3 separate regions of the Zea mays genome follow, and regions 2 and 3 are each linked to region 1. A link is a contact called in public Hi-C data. All regions are on one chromosome and are shown on one strand. The core of a region is the stretch at or near the end of the contact, and the rest is flanking DNA. Distances in the headings are between cores, read along the strand shown.

Region 1 (3,826 bases), core at 863-3,362:
AGGTAGATATTTGCATTGAATGCCCATGTCTCCACGGTTCTCGTGACCTTTGACTGGGGTCGGGCTCGGGTTTGTCCTCCTGTTCGAGGCGGGCTCGGGCGAGGCGAAAAACATTGTTTCGTGAAGAGGGGACCTCGGGCGAGATGAGGATTTCCCCGGGAGCTACCCTCGCTTGAGGGCAGACTCGGGCGAGGCGGAGTTTTGAGCAACCGCCAAGCGGGGGCTCGCGCGAATCGTGACTCATACCTCCTTGACCTCGGGGAATGTGTCCCACGGTAGCTTAGAGGTTAAGCGTGTTTAGGGGTGTAATCTAGGTACCTCTAATTACGATACCCGACACGTAGATTTTGTTAACAACTCCCACAAAAAAATCAGGAACCATAACTGATTATGTTCACATCCGGACCATCCGCGTCGCCACCACGGCGATGCTCAACAACTATCTAATCCTCTTTCTATATAGAGTTTATCTTTCTTCTTATCTATCTATTTTTACACTTTAAACAATAGATTAAGAAAAACTAAAATATGTATAAGATATTTGAGGATATAACAAATACATATGTAAAAAATCTAGAACAAAATGTCCTTAACATACATACTCCCTCCGGTTCAATTTATAATTTGTTAACTTTTTTACATCAAGTTTGACCGACTTGTCTTATTAAAAAATTATAATTATTATTAATTTTTATATCGTGTCTCATACAATTTAAGTATGACTTTATTTTTTATATTTCACAAAAAATGAATAAAGACGAGTCAAGCGAATTATAAATTAAGATGAAGATGTAGGGAGTATTAAGGTAGAGAGATATAAAAGTACCGTTAGACAAATATAATTATTTTTAGGAAAAAAATGTAAAAGAGATATAGAGACAAAAGATACACATGATATTGTTCTATATAGATTGAATTGGGGTGGGCATTCAGTCTATTAGGTTAATTCGGTTCGGTCTATTCAGATTTTTCAAATTGCAGGTTTAAAATGAGAACTGAGTTGAATCCAAGTAATTTTAGGAACTGGACACCAAAAGATCGATAATTTCGGTTCGATCTATTCGTTCCACCGAATAAACCAAATAATAGATAGATTAGTGGCTTTTGTTGAAAAGTATGCAATGAATATTTAAGTAGAAGTAATATTACTACAATAAGTGACTAATAAAAATAGCATATAGACATATAATTATACTATCATTAAGATGAGGTCATAATTTTTAGTTAATAGGTTCATAGACCATATAATAATATCATGACATGCTAAGAGTTTTTCTATATTTTAGATTATTTTTTCTATTCATATTTTAAAGGAAAGTAATTAAAACCATAACTCTAAATATACAACAGTCGAGAATCGAAATTTGAACCCTAAAACCCAAATAATTGAGGTCAGAGTTCCGGTTTTGAAATGCCCACACACTATAGAGTCATGTCCAAATGGGCCAGGTGGGTCGGTCCGGCCCAGGCACGGCTAGGCTTGGTACGAATAGAGATCGTGCCGGCCCAGCCCGGATGAGATAGCGGGCCATGCCATGCTGGCCCACGGGCCACGAGTGAGGCCCAAGCACGACTCGATATGTTAATAATCGTGGCGGACCGGCCCACGGCCCGACGAGTCTAACGGGCCTATAACGGTTTATGCCATTTAAATGGTAAAAATATGTATATATATGAGGGTTTTAATCATATTTTTAACTCTAAACACATTTAGAACCATATAATTAATAAAACATATATGCTTTATTTTATTTTATATTCTATATTAAGTATAACATAGGTATTTGTATGAAAAAATAGAAAAAATAAAATTGAGCCGTGCCGTGCCGCCTATTGGGCCCAGACGGTCTGGTGACTAGGCCAGACCGACATGGAGCTTAGCAACGTGCCATGCTGGATATAGGCCGAGCCAAACTCGCGTCGTGCTTCGGGCCGCCCGGCTAGCCCGATCCGTATCCACATGTATACTCCTACGCTACACGGGCCAGCGCAAAAGCCAATTGGCGTCACGTCGTCGCCTCTGCGGAAACCGGCGGTCCACGGGAAAGGAAAGAGGAAACAGGGAGGCGACGCCGTCACAATTCGTTCTCGCGATTTGCCCTTCTCCACCTCCCCGTCCATGTCGCGGGAAATCACGCGCGGCGACGCTGGATTCACTTAGATCCAACAGGGTAATCGGCACGGGGCAGCCTCTCCACCCATTCCCGCAGCCGGTTGGGCGAGTCGTCGGTTCAGGTTTCTTTCAAGCTCCTCTGCTCCCTTCAATTCCTTCAAATTCATGCGGTCAAGCCTACGGGAGGTTCTGTTGCCCGTCCCGTAGCTGCGCGTTCCTTTTGTTTCTTCTCGGAGGAGATTGAGCGATCTGACGCGGATGCGATTTCGTTTTTAATTCTGGTCTGTTGCAGCCCCTTTTTTCGGGTTGGCCATGTTGGTGATCTCAACGTAGTTGTACTGTATTCAGTTCATACCAACTCTACGGGACTAGTTAGATTGTTTGCGTTTGGATGTTTTGTGCTTCATTCATAGATCGTCGTTCAGTTCGTGGGAATGAATTTCACAGGTTCAGGATTTCACACTTTTGAGTTCATTGCATCATTGCAGATAATAGACTGGGCGTGTGGATCCAAGAGGTTTGATCCCTTTAATTTGGATTGAAGTGCCAGCTTTCGGTCAGGAAGGTGATGCTGGATGATGCTGACGGACTTTGAAAGCATACCGGTTCAAAGAAGTGTTGCCTGTCACCATGAGGCTCAACGTTGGGCTCCTAGTGCCCTTGATGGCACAATACTCCGCACCCACATGGGCTACTTTAGTTGCTGGGTTCTTCATGCTGCTTGCGCTTTCGCTCTCCACGTACCTGATATTTGAGCATCTCTCAGCATACAACAATCCAGAGGTTTCTAGTTTCTACTTTTGCATCCTATCTTAATTTTTGCATAATTCGGTTTATCAGAACTATGGTAAAGCATAATTTTTACTGTTTTAGGTTCTGTTCTACTTGTACAGGAACAAAAATTTGTACTGGGTGTTATTCTCATGGTCCCTTGCTATGCAATTGAGTCAGTAAGGCCTCTAAAACACTTTATGTATGTGCTACATTACTCCATCAGCATGCCTAATGTTCTTCTTTTGCAACAGTGTATTTCTTTGATAAATCCAAGTACAAGCGTTTACTGTGGCATCCTACGTGATGGTTATGAAGCATTTGCAATGTACTGCTTTGGAAGATATATTACTGCATGTTTAGGTAAGTTATGCCTATAGGCATTGCTATTTTGAGAAAATATGTAGTTGTGTTCTTAAAAGAAAACTCGGCCTGCGGGGGGTAAGACAGCCCCGAGGCATCGTATTAAGAAGAAGACCTTCTCACACAGGTCGAGAAAATCCCCGAACCTCTGCTCCACCCATATACAGCGGCACTGTAGCCCATGTGAGAACGACCGCGATCGGGGCCGGGTCTTAGACCTATGATTTGGCGTGGGATAGACGAGAGGATTTTTTTAACCACAACCTGAAAATTCGTTCCCACGGGGAGTCGAACCCAGGACCAGGAGTGCTACTCAGACCATCTAACCAACTCGACTAGAGGCTCTTTCGCTGTAGTTGTGTTCTTAGCTGCCTGTATTTTTCCAATGGAGTTTTAATTTCAAAGAGTAGGAATGTAACATAATTTTGAACAATGCAATCTTTTTTGTCCTAAATTACTTTCTTGTATGTACCTCTGCAGCTAAACCAATCAAACCCTTACATTTTGTCTTTCTGATACAGTTCATGATATATATTGTTTGGTGCACTTGCAGTTTTCATATTTTGTTTTCTTCGATTG
Region 2 (4,263 bases), core at 71-2,570, 150 kb after region 1:
CATCTGGATCTGGTAGCCTGCAATCTGCATGCATGCGTGTCCCGCGGATGCTCGCCATCTTGGCCGCCCCCGACGACAAACTTCACTTCCCCCCGTTACCGCGACAAGGCGACAGCGAAGCCAGTGCCATCCATCCAACTCGATGCTACTACTAGTGAGTAGTGCTAGTGATGATGCCGTTACCGGCATGCTAGATCCTGTCACCATGCAGCATCAACCACAATGGAACTTAGGCTATCCGCACTCATGTAACCCTAAATTTCTACTCTAAAAGGAATATTTTATCCTGGTCAGCAAGATTCTCTACTCTATTCAACAATTCTCCGCGGTCACAATTACTCTATATATCTACTCTATACCAACTACCATATATTATATTATATTTTTCCCACACTATTCACAGCTCCACACTGCCACACTGCCACTGTGCCCGGCCCACTCCACCCAACAGGACTACGGTGAGGTGTATGGAGTGGACTCCACAAATGAGGTTTCTCTCACCTACTCTAACTTTAGCGTATGGCGTGAGGTGCATGGCTGCGATATTTTTTTACTGCACAACGAACTGGATACTTGTAGCGCAGTACATGGCTGCGGACAGCCTTACATCGGGAACACCGAGTATCGATATTGGAACTTGAATGGCGTCGGTAAGGCAGCCCTAATGATGATGCTGACCAACATGCACCATTTCAAGGATGGGCGAATTATTATTTTGGTTAGGGTGCAGATCGACGAGCTAGATTTCACAGTATGGTCACTGCTGGCCACTGGGTGAACAACTCCTGTAACTGATCCGGAAGACGATCAAGCACGGCGTCGGGAAGGTCATTTGGGGTTCGGTCTGGCTCGACCCGTTGACAGGTTGCAGAAGAAGGATGGTTGGAGAACCGCACCCCGTACCCGTAGCAACGCATCAACACAGACCTGCTTAATAAAGATCCGAAGTAGAGGGCGCCCACGGGGACCAAGAATCAGGAACCACGTACTACGTCACGTTCTCACAGATCCACCGCGATGCACAGGTCGCTAGCGCACCGAAACTTAACAGTGTCGGTGGCGCTGGCTGCAGCCTGCAGGGCAGCAGAGCAGAAACACATGCTGGGCCATTTGCCCACACAAGTCAGAACCCATATCCCACATTACACACAAGCGTGGACCCGACCCGACCCGACCTGCCCAAGTCGTACCAACCCACAGCTGCAAAGCAGCATGTGTTACACTGTACGGCGTCCACACCGATGACTCACCACCAGTTCACCAACCCTGTCTGTCTGTGCACGGTCGAGTGGGAAGACCGCCTATAAAATCTCGCGTCCGGCAGACCGCTCCGGTCGGGAGTCGGGACAAACCAACCAACCCAACGGCAAGTCTAGACACCGTACCAGCCCCAGGCGCGTGCAGTGCAGACTGCAGACTGCAGTAGGCCGGCCACCGCCATGTCTTCCAGCAAGGATGCGATCAGCGAGGTGGAGTCGGCGCAGCCGTCCCCGCGGCCGCCGCCCGTGTCGACGCCGCCGTCGCAGATACACTCCCCGGCGCCCGGGCGGTCGCCGCTGCACGCCATGGCGTCGCCGCTGCGCGCCGTGGCGTCGCCTCTGCGCGCCATGGCGACGCCGCTGGCCAGCCCCGTCAGGAAGGCGGTGGCGGGCGTCAGGGAATGCCTGGAGGAGGTCGGCCACATCACGCGCCTCGCCGACCCGCGGGACGCCTGGCTGCCCATCACCGAGTCCAGGAGCGGCAACGCCTACTACGCCGCGTTCCACAACCTCAGCTCCGGCATCGGCTTCCAGGCGCTCGTGCTCCCCACGGCCTTCGCATCGCTCGGATGGTGCGTGCCTTCATTCATGTTTGCTCGTTGGTTGCTGCTGGCTCAGATGGGATATGACGTGCTCTTGTTTCGTTTCCTTCTTTGCAGGACGTGGGCGATCATCTGCCTGACCCTGGCGTTCGGGTGGCAGCTCTACACGCTGTGGCTGCTCGTCAGGCTCCACGAGCCTGTCGCGGGCGCCACCCGCTACAGCCGATACATGCACCTCGCCACCACAGTTTTCGGTGCGTGCGTGCGTTTCCCTAAACCACGCCGATTCTTTCCTCTGTCTTTGCGTGCGCCAAAGCTTCATGCGTGTTTCCGCCGCCGCCTGACGACGCATGTAGTATGATGATGTGGCTCACACGCGTTTCCCCATTCAGGCGAGAGATGGGCCAAGATCCTGGCGCTGCTCCCGGTGATGTACCTGTCGGCGGGGATCTGCACGGCGCTCATCATCGTCGGCGGCGGCAGCATGAAGCTGCTGTTCGGCATCGCGTGCGGCGAGCCGTGCCCGGCGCGCCCGCCCACCACCGTGGAGTGGTACCTCGTCTTCGTCTGCGCGGCCGTGCTGCTGTCGCAGCTCCCCAACCTCAACTCCATCGCCGGCGTGTCCCTGGTGGGCGCGACCGCGGCCGTCGCCTACTGCACCATGATCTGGACCGTGTCCGTGGCCAAGGGCAGGGTGCCCGCCGTGTCCTACGACCCCGTCAAGGCCCCCAGCGACGTGGACGGCGCACTCGCCATTCTCAATGGCCTCGGAATCATTGCCTTCGCCTTCAGGGGCCACAATGTCGTGCTGGAGATCCAGGTCAGTCAAGATAATATCCGTCTTTCCGGGCGCACGATGGATGGGAAAAGGGGTGAAAAGGGTTAAAAGCAGGCGAACTGACGAGAGTGTGGTTGCTTTGCAGGGCACGATGCCGTCGACACTGAAACACCCATCTCATGTGCCCATGTGGAAGGGGGTTAAGGTAGCGTACGCCATCATCGCGCTCTGCTTGTACCCCGTCGCCATCGGTGGCTTCTGGGCTTACGGCAACCAGGTACGTGTACCACATATATACATACATACGCACGGGCTTCGGACGACGTCGAGAGTGACTGATGATTTGCGATGCACGCGCAGATACCTCCCAATGGCATCCTGAGCGCCCTGTACAAGTTCCACAGCCGCGACACGTCCAGGCTAGTGCTGGGGGTCACCACGACGCTGGTGATCGTCAACTGCCTCACCACGTTCCAGATCTACGCCATGCCGGTGTACGACAACATGGAGGCCGGGTACGTGCACAAGAAGAACCGCCCGTGCCCGTGGTGGATGCGCTCGGGCTTCCGCGCCTTCTTCGGCGCGGTCAACTTCCTCATCGCCGTCGCGCTGCCGTTCCTGTCGCAGCTCGCCGGCCTCCTCGGAGGGATCTCGCTGCCGGTCACCCTGGCCTACCCGTGCTTCATGTGGGTGGCCATCAAGAAGCCGCGGAAGGGCACCGCCACGTGGAACGTCAACTGGGCGCTGGGAATCCTCGGCATGAGCATAAGCCTTGTCCTCATAGTCGGAAACCTGTGGGGCCTTGTGGAGAAAGGCTTGCGGGTCAAGTTCTTTAAGCCTGCCGATTCCCAGTGAAAAAAAGGATGCAGATTTGTCAATCGGTTAGATTTGTAATGCCATGCTTTTATATATGTTGATTTCTTCGCCAGGAACGTATAATGTCCTCCTGCACCTTGACAATTTGCAAGAAAGCAAAGTCCAGTTAAGGTACTCGTGGTCGTTCCTCGTGCCATTGTGCCTTTTGCTCATTTTTTTTCTTTATTTATGCGCTTTATATACATTTCGTTGTCTTAGGGTCTGTTTGGTTGGACTGTGGCTGTGAAAAAAGTTGCTGTGGGCTGTGAGCTGTGGAAAAAGCAGCTGTAGGCTGTAAGCTGTTAAAAAGCTAAAAATCGTTTGGTGGAAACCACTAAAAGTCGTAAAAAATTCTTCGATATATGTTTTCACAGTTCCATCCGAAAAGTCACTAAAAGCAGGTCTAGGGGTGCTTTCAGATTTGCACTACGAGAAAGTCGACTTTTAGAAAAAGCTGCTTTCTGGATCCACCCCTTTGGTTGGCTTTTGGCTTTTAGGGAAGCAAAAGCCAAAGTCAAAAGTCAAACCAAACACACCCTTATTCTGTCCCATTTCTCTTCACCTCTTGAGACAGGAACATGGTCAAGTAAAAGTGGAACAAAAGCATCGATTTCTATTGCTAATTTAGACATGACCTAGTAACTATTATGTTTCACAAAAACAAACTGTTCATATTCAGTCAAATTCTATCAAAATGTGCATGACTAGAAATATAAACACGAGCGAAGGTTCTCATAAAAGTGTCTACAATACAACAGTCCACTTAAACTCGTACCGCGAAAGGCAACACTAGCAGCAACTTCTTTCAAATATATAGAGTTCGATTCCA
Region 3 (4,175 bases), core at 1,321-3,820, 250 kb after region 1:
ACGGCTACAACTTGGCGGACCATCTAGGTATATGCATGCATGCGCATCAAGCCTGTTGTTAATTGTTATCGGTTGGCGATTAATTGGGATTGAAAACTGCTGATATCGAGCGTGAAAACTAATGTGACTGACTGACCAAGAACTGAACAGCACGATGGCTGGGCTTTGCCGGGAGCCCGCCACCTTTCCTCTCCCTGGCGAACGCGAGGGCGAGGCACACTCGGCGGACGACGGTGAGCACGGGCATCAACTTCGCGTCCGGAGGGTCGGGTCTCCTCCCTACAACCGGCGATTCTGTGGTACGCAATAATGACGCCTAGCTGCAGGCCGCTTGGTTGTGTTGCTGGTGATCGTCGTCGACGCACTCCGTCCATCGATCGTATTCGTGCGTGCGTGCCGTGGATCAGCTAGCGAACTCACTCACTCACGTACGTGTCGCCGGCACCGGTTCCGTCTAAATTTGATGCAGTGTGGCGGCGCGGTGGTTTCCATGGCCGAGCAAGTCGGCAACTTCACGAGCCTCGTTCGGACGACGACGTGGGAAGGCAGCAAGAGACGGGAGCGGACGGCGCCCGGTCTCGTCTCCGAGTCGCTCGTCTTCATCAGCGTCGGCAGCAACGACCTGTTCGAGTACAGCGACTTCTTCGCAGACCCTAAGAACCGCAACGTTAGCCGCAACGACACCGCGTTTCTGGGAGGGCTCGTTGCTCTTTACGCGACCTACGTGAAGGTTACTCCCTATATATCTGTACCAAAATGCATGGAAGCTTATTATTAACTTTTGGCATGGTCATTATTCCTAAACGATGTCGTCGGAATGCTACAGGATCTGTACGCCGCCGGGGCAACCATGTTCTCCGTCGTTAGCCCGTCGCTGGTCGGGTGCTGCCCGTCGCAGAGGAAGATAGCGGAGGACACGCACGACGTGGACGGCTTCGGCTGCCTCGGCACGGCGAACAACCTCTCCAGGCAGCTGTACCCCATGATCGGCTCCATGCTGGAGAGCCTCAGCCAAGACGAGCTGCCCGGCATGAAGTACTCACTCGGAGACGCCGTCGCGATGGCCCAGTGGATATTCACCCACGCTAGCACACCTCCCAACAGTAATATATACTCTTACTCCTACTCCTACTAATGCTCCTGGCATCTGGCATAGTAATGATCCTTGCCGCCATCTAAAAGAAGGAAAAAAAAACCTCCATGGTTTATACAGACTTCACTACGCCCGACCGCGCGTGCTGCGGCTCAGGGGATTTCGGCTCGGGCGCGTGCAACAGTTCGGCTCCGCTGTGCCCCAACCGGAGCAGCTTCTTCTTCTGGGACAGGTTCCACCCCACCGAGACGTTGGCGGCGGTCACGGCGCAGCAGCTCTTCAGCGACAACGGGACCTTCGTCCACCCGATCAACGTGCAGCAGCTGGTGGCGCCGTCGTCGCGGCCATGAGCAGCATCTGTTTTGGCTCTGATTGAATGCTCATGCATGCTTCGATGATACGTATGATATACTATCGCTGCAACTGTAATAATGATAATAATAAGCATCAGTAAGTACGTGTGTGGCAACTATTTTAAGAGATTGGTTTAAGCTAAAGGCTGTAGAGATTCTTGTCGGCGTCGAGAAGGTTCTCAGGGCGGCGCGTTCGTGACCGAAGATTCCTATATGCACTGATATATACCTGTTGCTTGTCATGTTCTTCCCAAACAAGATGCTGGTGTGTGTGTCTCTCTCTATGTGTTTTTGCTGTAATTATATTCAGGCCTACGTGTCGCGTGGTTTTTGTATCTGGTCTGGCTTATTTAACGTTTCGTGCACTATCGTATAAGTTTCGCGTGGATATTGGCGTGTATGCAATTTGTTCAATAGCAGAAGCGAAGCGATGTTCGACTGAAGAAGTGTCGATGCAAAATGAAAATTGGATGTGCTCACAATTATTTTATATATACTTAAGGTGTGTTTGGTTTCTAGAGGCAATTTTTAGTCTCTCTATTTTATTTCATTTTAGCCTAAAATTGTGAAATACGGAAACTCCGTATTTAACAATTTAGGGATAAAATGAAATAAAATGGAGGACTAAACATTAGTCACTAGAAACCAAACACTCCTTTAATTTATTAAGAATTTGTATGTATGTGCTCTGCTGAAGTCGGTTCTCTCCAGCAGCTTATATATTTATTATATCTCTTATCTAATCTCTTATTTTAAATTTTACTTTGTTGTAAAAACACAAACATATGCACGATACACGATAGACAGCATAAGAGCTCATTTACTAGTGGTGGTGACCCATCACATGTGGCCTGGGCTACCCACGTCCTTCGTAATAGTGGCAGCCCACAGCAGAAACGCTGAAGCCTATGAAGGTGCACGCGACATGATTGCTGGCCCACTTGGCCCACTTGGCTAAGCGTCTAGCCCAGACCCACGTCCTTCGTAATAGTGGCAGCCCACAGTAGAAACGCTGAAGCCTACGAAGGTGCACGCGACATGATTGCTGGCCCACTTGGCATCGATTTACAGCCCGTCAGCCCATGGTCTCCTATACCCGCTCGGCTCGGCGCCTCTGCCTCGGCCGCTCCCCGTTCCCGTCACCGCGCCGCCGGCCGCCAGGATCGCCCGCCCCACCATCCTGGCTCATCAGTCCTCGCCGCGAGCCCGTGCCTGGAACGCCGCTTGCGCTACCACGCCGCGGTCCCACGCCCGCTCCCGTTCCAGCGACAGGGGGTTACTGGGACGAGATCAACCGTAACCTGACTGACTCACTGACGGCCTTGCACTCTCAGCAAAACCGTGGCACAAGTGGGCACCGGGGAATCAGCTAGGATTTAAGCTTGAGCCTTCGCTCCAAACCTCCATGGAGGCGGAGGCCAGGAACATCCTTGAACGCGCCGCGGAGTCTTCCTTCCCACCGCTGCACGCCGTCCACCACCTCCTTTCCGTCGGGGTACGGCTGCTCCTACTTGTTCATGTGCTACTGGAGTGTTGAGTGTTCGCTAATCGTTGCTTGATTTCCATCATTCGTTGTCACCTCCGCACGAACCCGTTTGATTAGTGCAGCAGTTGTTGCGGCTATTTTTTTTATTGTTGTCAATGCTGGATTTAGTGCTTTTCGTGTGCTCTTGGAGCATTTAGTTCTATCGGCTTGGTATGTTTGAGCAACTTTGCTCACCAGTGCAGTTGTTTCTCTATATTTCAAATTTACCTACAAGGAAGAGAGCCCTTGTTCTGTGATGTGGCCTCTTTCGGTTTCAAATTCTGACTGCTGTTTGTTCAGTGGAGAGGAACACTCTTTCTTCTGTGCCCTGAGTAAGCATTACTTTCGGAGTTTTTTCCCCTCTATCTTCAAGCTCTTCTGTCATTCAGTACTGCGCACCCTATCTGCTGATGCTTTATTCAGAATTGGATAAAAATAATGCGCAGTCTGCCGTATTGCAGGTCTGTGTGCGTTGCATCCTTCGCCTGCTTGGAGCCTATAGCAGTGCCTGCTCATATGCATGTCTTACGGCATCAGTTTTGCATTCGTTCCTTGAAGAACACGATGAGTCCATAAAAGGAGGGTCATGTCCATGTCTATCGATGAATGATGCATATTGCTCTGTCTGCTTGGGAGTATTGCTCCCAACCTTCCATCGAGATGAAGGTCTGGAGACACCTAATGGCATTTCTCATATTGACAACATGTCTTCAGTAATATCTCAAGCAGTGCACGGGGAGAGTTACCAAGTTGATGAGTTTTCTCTAGAAATTTCACTACCGCCGGTTATAGCCGCCAATGAGCGTGCAGTTAGGTAATCATCTCTAGCTAAAAATATCTGCTCCGTTTATCCTCTTGCTCCATTTTTTATTGGTTACTCATGGAGATATCATTGTGTTAATCATGTCAGAGTTCCATAAGTGTGTACAGAAACCATCATATAGTGTAAAGCATATCATCATAACTTTGGTTCACTAGACAAGGTTTAATCATAGCCAGCACTGCCAATGACCTATATTTAGTTTTAAACTCTTAATGGACAATTAAATGTAAATCAATTCCTTTTCTGTTGTTCAAATTCACATGGGCATACGTTGTCTATCTTTCTAATGCCATGTGATACCACATAAATGTTTGCATAATAAGTTGGCTTTTACCTGAACAGATTATATATGAAACAAAAATATGGCAATGAGAATTGGTT

What was found. Hi-C and Micro-C count contacts between places; a contact is called where the count stands out from the background.
Region 2: a Hi-C map of leaf shows a contact between it and region 1, with 5 times the contacts expected there. The contact joins the promoter of LOC103646078 here to the promoter of LOC100279193 in region 1. A contact is called at or near these places in 3 of 25 Hi-C or Micro-C datasets (leaf and tassel).
Region 3: a contact with region 1 is called in a Hi-C map of leaf, with 9 times the contacts expected there. The contact joins the promoter of LOC100193157 here to the promoter of LOC100279193 in region 1. A contact is called at or near these places in 3 of 25 Hi-C or Micro-C datasets (all in leaf).

Annotation. Positions count from the first base shown.
Region 1 is chr2:18,966,042-18,969,867 of Zm-B73-REFERENCE-NAM-5.0, forward strand. It overlaps LOC100279193, which reads left to right and starts at 2,113. Exons shown (of 9, transcript NM_001152217.1): 1 at 2,113-2,235; 2 at 2,602-2,896; 3 at 3,007-3,063; 4 at 3,139-3,247. The coding sequence starts at 2,744.
Region 2 is chr2:19,112,795-19,117,057 of Zm-B73-REFERENCE-NAM-5.0, forward strand. It overlaps LOC103646078 (lysine histidine transporter-like 8), which reads left to right and starts at 1,321. Exons shown (of 5, transcript XM_008670803.3): 1 at 1,321-1,831; 2 at 1,919-2,055; 3 at 2,194-2,621; 4 at 2,725-2,856; 5 at 2,940-3,652. The coding sequence starts at 1,440. The coding sequence ends at 3,434.
Region 3 is chr2:19,219,060-19,223,234 of Zm-B73-REFERENCE-NAM-5.0, forward strand. It overlaps LOC100193157 (Pseudouridine synthase family protein), which reads left to right and starts at 2,571. Exons shown (of 15, transcript NM_001358669.1): 1 at 2,571-2,941; 2 at 3,433-3,785; 3 at 4,137-4,175. The coding sequence starts at 2,852. LOC100284225 (anther-specific proline-rich protein APG) reads left to right here. Exons shown (of 5, transcript NM_001157120.2): 1 at 1-27; 2 at 151-299; 3 at 470-730; 4 at 827-1,103; 5 at 1,214-1,701. The coding sequence ends at 1,443.